2 separate regions of the Triticum aestivum genome follow, and region 2 is linked to region 1. The links are chromatin contacts, called in public Hi-C maps. All regions are on one chromosome and are shown on one strand. Each heading gives the region's core, a stretch centred on a gene start, on an enhancer-like site or on the middle of the called end of the contact. The rest is flanking DNA. Distances are from core to core; before and after follow the strand shown.

Region 1 (3,019 bases), core at 256-2,755:
CGGTCCCAAGAAGCCAACCTTCGGTGACAAGTAAACATGGCTACAGTGCTCCCTCCTTTGCGTCGGCCCTAGCGGGCGCGGCAGTCGTACTGACCAAGCCATCGCTTGGGGCGGGCGGCGTCCCGGAGGTGCAGCCCTATAGCGAGGCGGTGATGTCGTCCCATGACGTCCAGCAAGGCATGCCAATAGTTCCCAGCAGCCGGCCGTACCCGCGCCCGGAGGCCCCGGTAAGGCCCTCATTCGGCAGACCCGGCGAGACAGGCACCTGGCAGACCCGGCGGTCCCCACTGCCGGCTCCTAGACGCTGACACCCGGGTCCCGCACCCATGTAACTTTACCATTGTAACCCCCGGGGGGGCAGCCTATAAGACCCCCGGTGCCCCTCCATGCAGAGGGCCGATCCCCTGGTTAAGCTTAGCCACACACTCACACACACACGGAGAAGGAGCAGCCTATGCACTGGCCAGTCTTTCTTCCTCCCCAGAACAGCTCTAGGAGCAAGCTTGTATCTACCTCATATAAACCACACTCGGCAGGATTAGGGGTGTTATCTCTTCGGAAAGCCCCTAACCTGGGTACGTCTCGTGTCTTACACTTGCGCGTGCCAACCTCGGCTCTGGAACCCACTGGTGCCCTTATCCTTGTCCCCTCTTTAGGCCATCCCATGGCATCTGCCGTGAGATCACCACGACAGTATTGCTATGAGATGCATACCGTATATGTCATGCTTACTGTTTATTTGTGGATTAATTTAATCAAAAAGTGCTAATATTTCCAACAAGATCTTGTATGGCGACGATGAGGACTCAGAGTAGCTGGGTTTGCCGACGACGACGACGTCTGAAGAAATCAGTGTTTAGGGCTTAAAATTGGTCTTCTTTTAGAGTTCAAATCACTACGTAATCAGTGTTAGCTTGCCGTCGCCCCTTAGTGATGGAAATTGGTGGTTAAATCCGAGTGAAATTCGTATGTTAAGTACTGAGTTATTGTATTTCTCAAGTTCAGGGATATTTTTGTTATGCGCCAGCGAATTCACAAATGATGGATATAGTTTTCTCCTAATAAACGTGCGTGCTCCTGTGCTGAAGCTTCCATTTCACCGCGACCTTTCTTTGCAAAACGTTAAACGGCTAATTCGATGCTATGCTAGTGAAAGGGCCGACGAAAGAGATGCCCGGAAATAGAGTGGTTGCTTTGGCTGCTACCTTTCTCAGAACAAAACAACAATTTGATTTTACCATCTGAGTATCGTACCACGTCCGTGCTGACGACATCAAAGTCAACAAACTAGTTTTCTCCTAATAAACGTGCGTGCTCCTGTGCTGAAGCTTCCATTTCCCCTCTTTGCAAAACGTTGAACGGCTTCGCATCAAAGTCCACAAACTTGAAACATTTCTGTAGCAACGTCGAACGTGTCCATCAAAGACGTCCACGTACCAGTCAAACAGACAATTTACCTGCACATTCCCATTATCTTCCTGTATATAAACTCATGCGGGCTGGCTCGTATAATCATAGGTAATCATACCACAACCCGAGCATTCTACAACCACTTTCATCAACGCCATACACGTCTCCTACCCTCACAGTTCGTTGCTCCGCACATCAGCAGGACTTGCAATGGCGGGAGACGGCGAGCTGAAGCTGCTGGGCGTGTGGACGAGCCCGTTCGTCATCAGGGTGCGCGTGGTGCTCAACCTCAAGTCTCTGCCGTACGAGTACGTGGAGGAGAACCTGGGCAGCAAGAGCGCGCTCCTCCTGGGCTCCAACCCGGTGCACCAGAGCGTGCCCGTCCTCCTCCACGGCGGCCGCCCCGTGAACGAGTCCCAGGTCATCGTGCAGTACATCGACGAGGTCTGGGCGGGGGCCGGCCCGTCCGTGCTCCCGGCCGACCCCTACGAGCGCGCCACGGCGCGCTTCTGGGCGGCGTACGTCGACGACAAGGTCGGGTCGGCGTGGACGGGGATGCTCTTCTCGTGCAAGACGGAGGAGGAGAGGGCGGAGGCCGTGTCCCGGGCCGTGGCGGCGCTGGAGACGCTGGAGGGCGCGTTCGCGGAGTGCTCCAAGGGGAAGGCGTTCTTCGGCGGCGACGCCATCGGGTTCGTCGACGTCGTGCTCGGCGGCTACCTCGGGTGGTTCGGGGCGATCGACAAGATCATCGGGCGCCGGCTGATCGACCCGGCGAGGACGCCGCTGCTGGCCAGGTGGGAGGAGCAGTTCCGCGCGGCGGACGCGGCCAAGGGCGTCGTGCCGGACGACGCCGACAAGATGCTCGAGTTCTTGCCCACCGTGCTCGCTTGGGTCGCCGCCAAAGCGAAGTGAACTGTGAGCCCGTGACATCGCCAGCTCGTGACATGTGTGTTTGTGTGTGTGCGTGTCTGAGTCCGTCCAGTGTGTGCTGAATAAATGCACCGCATGTCGTGTGTTGTACCAAGGGCAAACGATGCTGAATAATTTTGATGTTTGTTGATTTCCCAGGAACCAAAAAGTGAAACTTTATTGATGCTTAAACAGAAAATCGACTGCCTGGTGCGGTGACGACTGCACGCTTGCAGTTAGGGCATGTACAATGGAGGCAGCACTTTGATGCTGCCTCAGCCCATCCACGTAGATCAGTCAATTTGAGACCACCGTATGAAATAACTCTCATGGAATGTTGCAGCCTACTTTGGGACCCACCCTCTCTCTTTTCTTTCCTTACTTATCAATTTCTCTCTCATACTTTCCTCCAAAACTATGATATGCTGCCTCACACACACACCACCCACCACCATAGCAGCTTTTGTCAGTAAGGAGGCAGCCTCCTCTGTAGGAACCCGCTTTACTCTGCGCACAACCTTTTCAACCATCCTGGACCATTTGAGCCGAAGTGGATAGCTGGAGCTACTGTCCAGCGTGTAGCATTGGCCATGCCCTTACAGAAACACCGGTAAGAATCCAATCCAAGGACAAAATGTGTGACGAACGTGCTGACGCGGTTAGTTGGACTGAAATGTCTATCGCCGTGCAGTGCCGAGAC
Region 2 (3,019 bases), core at 388-2,887, 920 kb before region 1:
AAGATGCTTATAGAGGTAGGGTGTGCGTGTGTGCGTTCATAGGAGTAAGTGTATGTGGGTATGCATGAGCGTCTAAGTTTGTACTGTATTAAGAAAAATATCAAAACATACAAAAAAGCGAGCATGTTCCTCTAGTTATTTTTTTTAATCATAAGTTCCTCTAGTTATTCCTAAACAATATCGAGCCGCATTTCACCAAGAGCTCTTTTCTTCATTATGACCCCAATAAATCCCGATTTTTGGATTTTAAGCATGTCATTCCGAATGTTTTTTCATGGCAAGTCTAGTTGATGCGAGGTGGCAACTTCAGTTGTTAAAACATGTTTGTCAACCTCACGTGAACTAATGTTGCCATAAAAACATTTAGAATTTCTAAACAGTATTGAGCCGCATTTCACCAAGAGCTCTTTTCTTCATTATAAAAAAGACCCCAATAAATCCCGATTTTCGGATTTTAAACATGTAATTCCGAATGTTTTTTCATGACAAGTTTAGTTGATGCGAGGTGACAACTTTAGTTGTTAAAACATGTTTGTCAACCTCACGTGAATTAATGTTGTCATAAAAACATTTAGATTGCCATGCTTAAATCCGAACGTTCGGGATTTATCATTTTCGTGTAAAAAGGACGGTTTACACCGACAGCCAGCAGGTTACTTAGCCAGCAGGTTACTTATTCTTGCTATGCCATCGAGCACTGTCTAGTGTCCACCACAGTTCGTTCACTTGTAATTAGCACTAGCCGCCTTCACAGCGCCGCCATTCTTGACGCTGAACTCCACGAACCTGTCCACCTCAGGCATGGCGTCCGCCACCGCCGGGTGGGCGCAGAACCGATCCGCCCAGGCGGCCAGCTTAGGAACCTTGGCCGCGTCGAGCAGCCTGATTTCAGCGATCCTCTCTACCGCCCTGATCCATCCGAGGTGCGACCCCAGAGCAATGTCCAGGTAACCCACGCCGTCGCCGCCGAAGTAATCCTTCCCTTGGCTGCAGTCGGCGAAGGCCACCTCCAGGTGCTGCAGAGCGGCGCACACCTGAGCCGCCGCTTCGTCCTTGTCTCCGTCCAGCCTTCCCCTCAGGACGCGGATCGCCGTAGGGAACTACGCATCCATTGAACAGGGAGCACACGTTTGTTTAGGGGAAAGCTTTGTAATCTCATACTATCATTTTGTTGCTGAGAACTGAGAAGTTCAAAGCGAAAATCAGAACTGGATTGCCTTGTCTTTTTACCTTGTCGTCGACGTACTGGGCCCAGAACCGCTCGGCCGCCCGGGCGTAGGGATCGGACGGGAGGAGCGCCGGGGCTTGGGAGGCCCAGGCCTCGTCGACATACTGGAGGATGATGAGGGACTCGGAGACGGGCCTGCCGTGGTGCAGGAGCACGGGGATCTTCTTGTGCACGGGGTTGGAGGCGAGCAGCAGCTCGCTCTTGTTGCCCACGGCCTCCTCCACGAGCTCGTGGTCCACGCTCTTGAGCCCAAGAGCTATCAGCACCCGGATCACGAACGGGCTCGGCCACCTGCCCAGCACGCGCACCGACGCCGTCTCCTGTTTCTCCGACGACATGTTTTGTCGATTTTTTCAGATCGTGTGGTGTTTCTGCAGTGAGGACTGAGCTGAGGCGGTATGTCTATATGAAGTGAATTGAAGCATCGGCCACTACGGCTTCGACGTCGTCGCGTGCGTCATGGTTTGAAGCCGTGCGTCGCTCGACTTGTGTACCAGTGAGCTAGACGCACGTTTCTTGATGACTTGATGCGAGCCCTTTCGTCACAGGAGCGAGCGTGTATCGGATTTTCTGTGGTCAGGTAACCTTCTCGAGACCACGTTTTTTCAAAAAGGGGGATTCGCCCCAGCCTCTGCATCAGAACGATGCATACGGCCAATATTATTAATAAACAAAAGGTCCAGCATAAGTCTCCAAGTCTCGAACAAAGAACAAAATAAAGGCTCACGAAGAGCTAATCAGTAGTAGAAAAGCCACAACCGACTGGCATGAAAAGGTAGGAGCACTACATGCCTGTCCTATTACATAACCGCCATTCAAACCGGTTGAAAATATCCCGTGCTACCATCTCCCATTGGGTAGACGCAGTAACTAAACGCTCCCTGGCCTTCGTTGGAGTGAGTAGCGACCATATACGAATCAACACAGTGGCCCTGAAGATAACCTGCAAAAGGTGAATATTTGTTATTCTGTTAAAGACCAGATCATTTCTACAGTTTCAGACTGCCCATAATAAAGCACATACACCTACACGAATATGTCTTATTGTATCTGAATCTATCCCATCAAGCCACGCCCCATATAACGCGTTGATAGAGTACGGTGGTAATGTTAAAAGCTATGTGAACCGACCGCCACATAATTTTTGCCAGCGGACAATCAAAAAAGAGGTGTTTGATTGGTTCGTGTTGGTCGCAAAAGCTACATCTCGTAGATCATGTCCAATTGCGTTTTGCCAAATTATCCTTAGTCAAAATAACTTGCTTATGCACAAACCACATAAACACTTTGATTTTCAAAGTTACTTTAACTTTCCAAGCATCACTGGTGGAAAAAGGGCCTTTGGTCGCGGTTCGCAACTGCCATTAGTCGCGGTTGCGCAACCGCGACCGAACGGGCGCGACTAAAGCCCCCCCCCTTTAGTCGCGGTTGCTTAAGAACCGCGACTAAAGGCCCGTCCACGTGGGCGCCAGGTGGCCGTCGGGGCGGAGGACCTTTAGTCGCGGTTCTTCTGGCCAACCGCGACTAAAGGCCGCCGCAGGTTTAGGGTTTTAGCCCCCCCCCCTAAACCTGTTTTCTGTTTAATTTGTATTGTTTTATTTCTTTTGTGCTTTATTTTAATTTTGAAGGAGTTTCATATATTCTACGGTACTACATACATGCATATGAATGTACAATTTCAAATAAATTTGAAATTAGAACCAAAAAGAATTCAAGAGGAATATACAATATATATTCAATATCATCGGATGACCATATACAATTTTGAACAAGTTTCCATACATGATTTAA

What was found. A called contact is a pair of places that touch in the nucleus more often than the background predicts.
Region 2: a contact with region 1 is called in a Hi-C map of leaf, with 5 times the contacts expected there. The contact joins the promoter of LOC123091355 here to the promoter of LOC123123804 in region 1. A contact is called at or near these places in 2 of 5 Hi-C or Micro-C datasets (both in leaf).

What each region holds. Positions count from the first base shown.
Region 1 is chr1B:355,071,699-355,074,717 of IWGSC CS RefSeq v2.1, reverse strand. It overlaps LOC123123804 (probable glutathione S-transferase GSTU6), which reads left to right and starts at 1,505. Exons shown (of 1, transcript XM_044544432.1): 1 at 1,505-2,470. The coding sequence starts at 1,621. The coding sequence ends at 2,322.
Region 2 is chr1B:355,990,417-355,993,435 of IWGSC CS RefSeq v2.1, reverse strand. LOC123091355 (glutathione S-transferase U17) reads right to left here and starts at 1,637. Exons shown (of 2, transcript XM_044512851.1): 1 at 1,231-1,637; 2 at 586-1,100. The coding sequence starts at 1,566. The coding sequence ends at 723.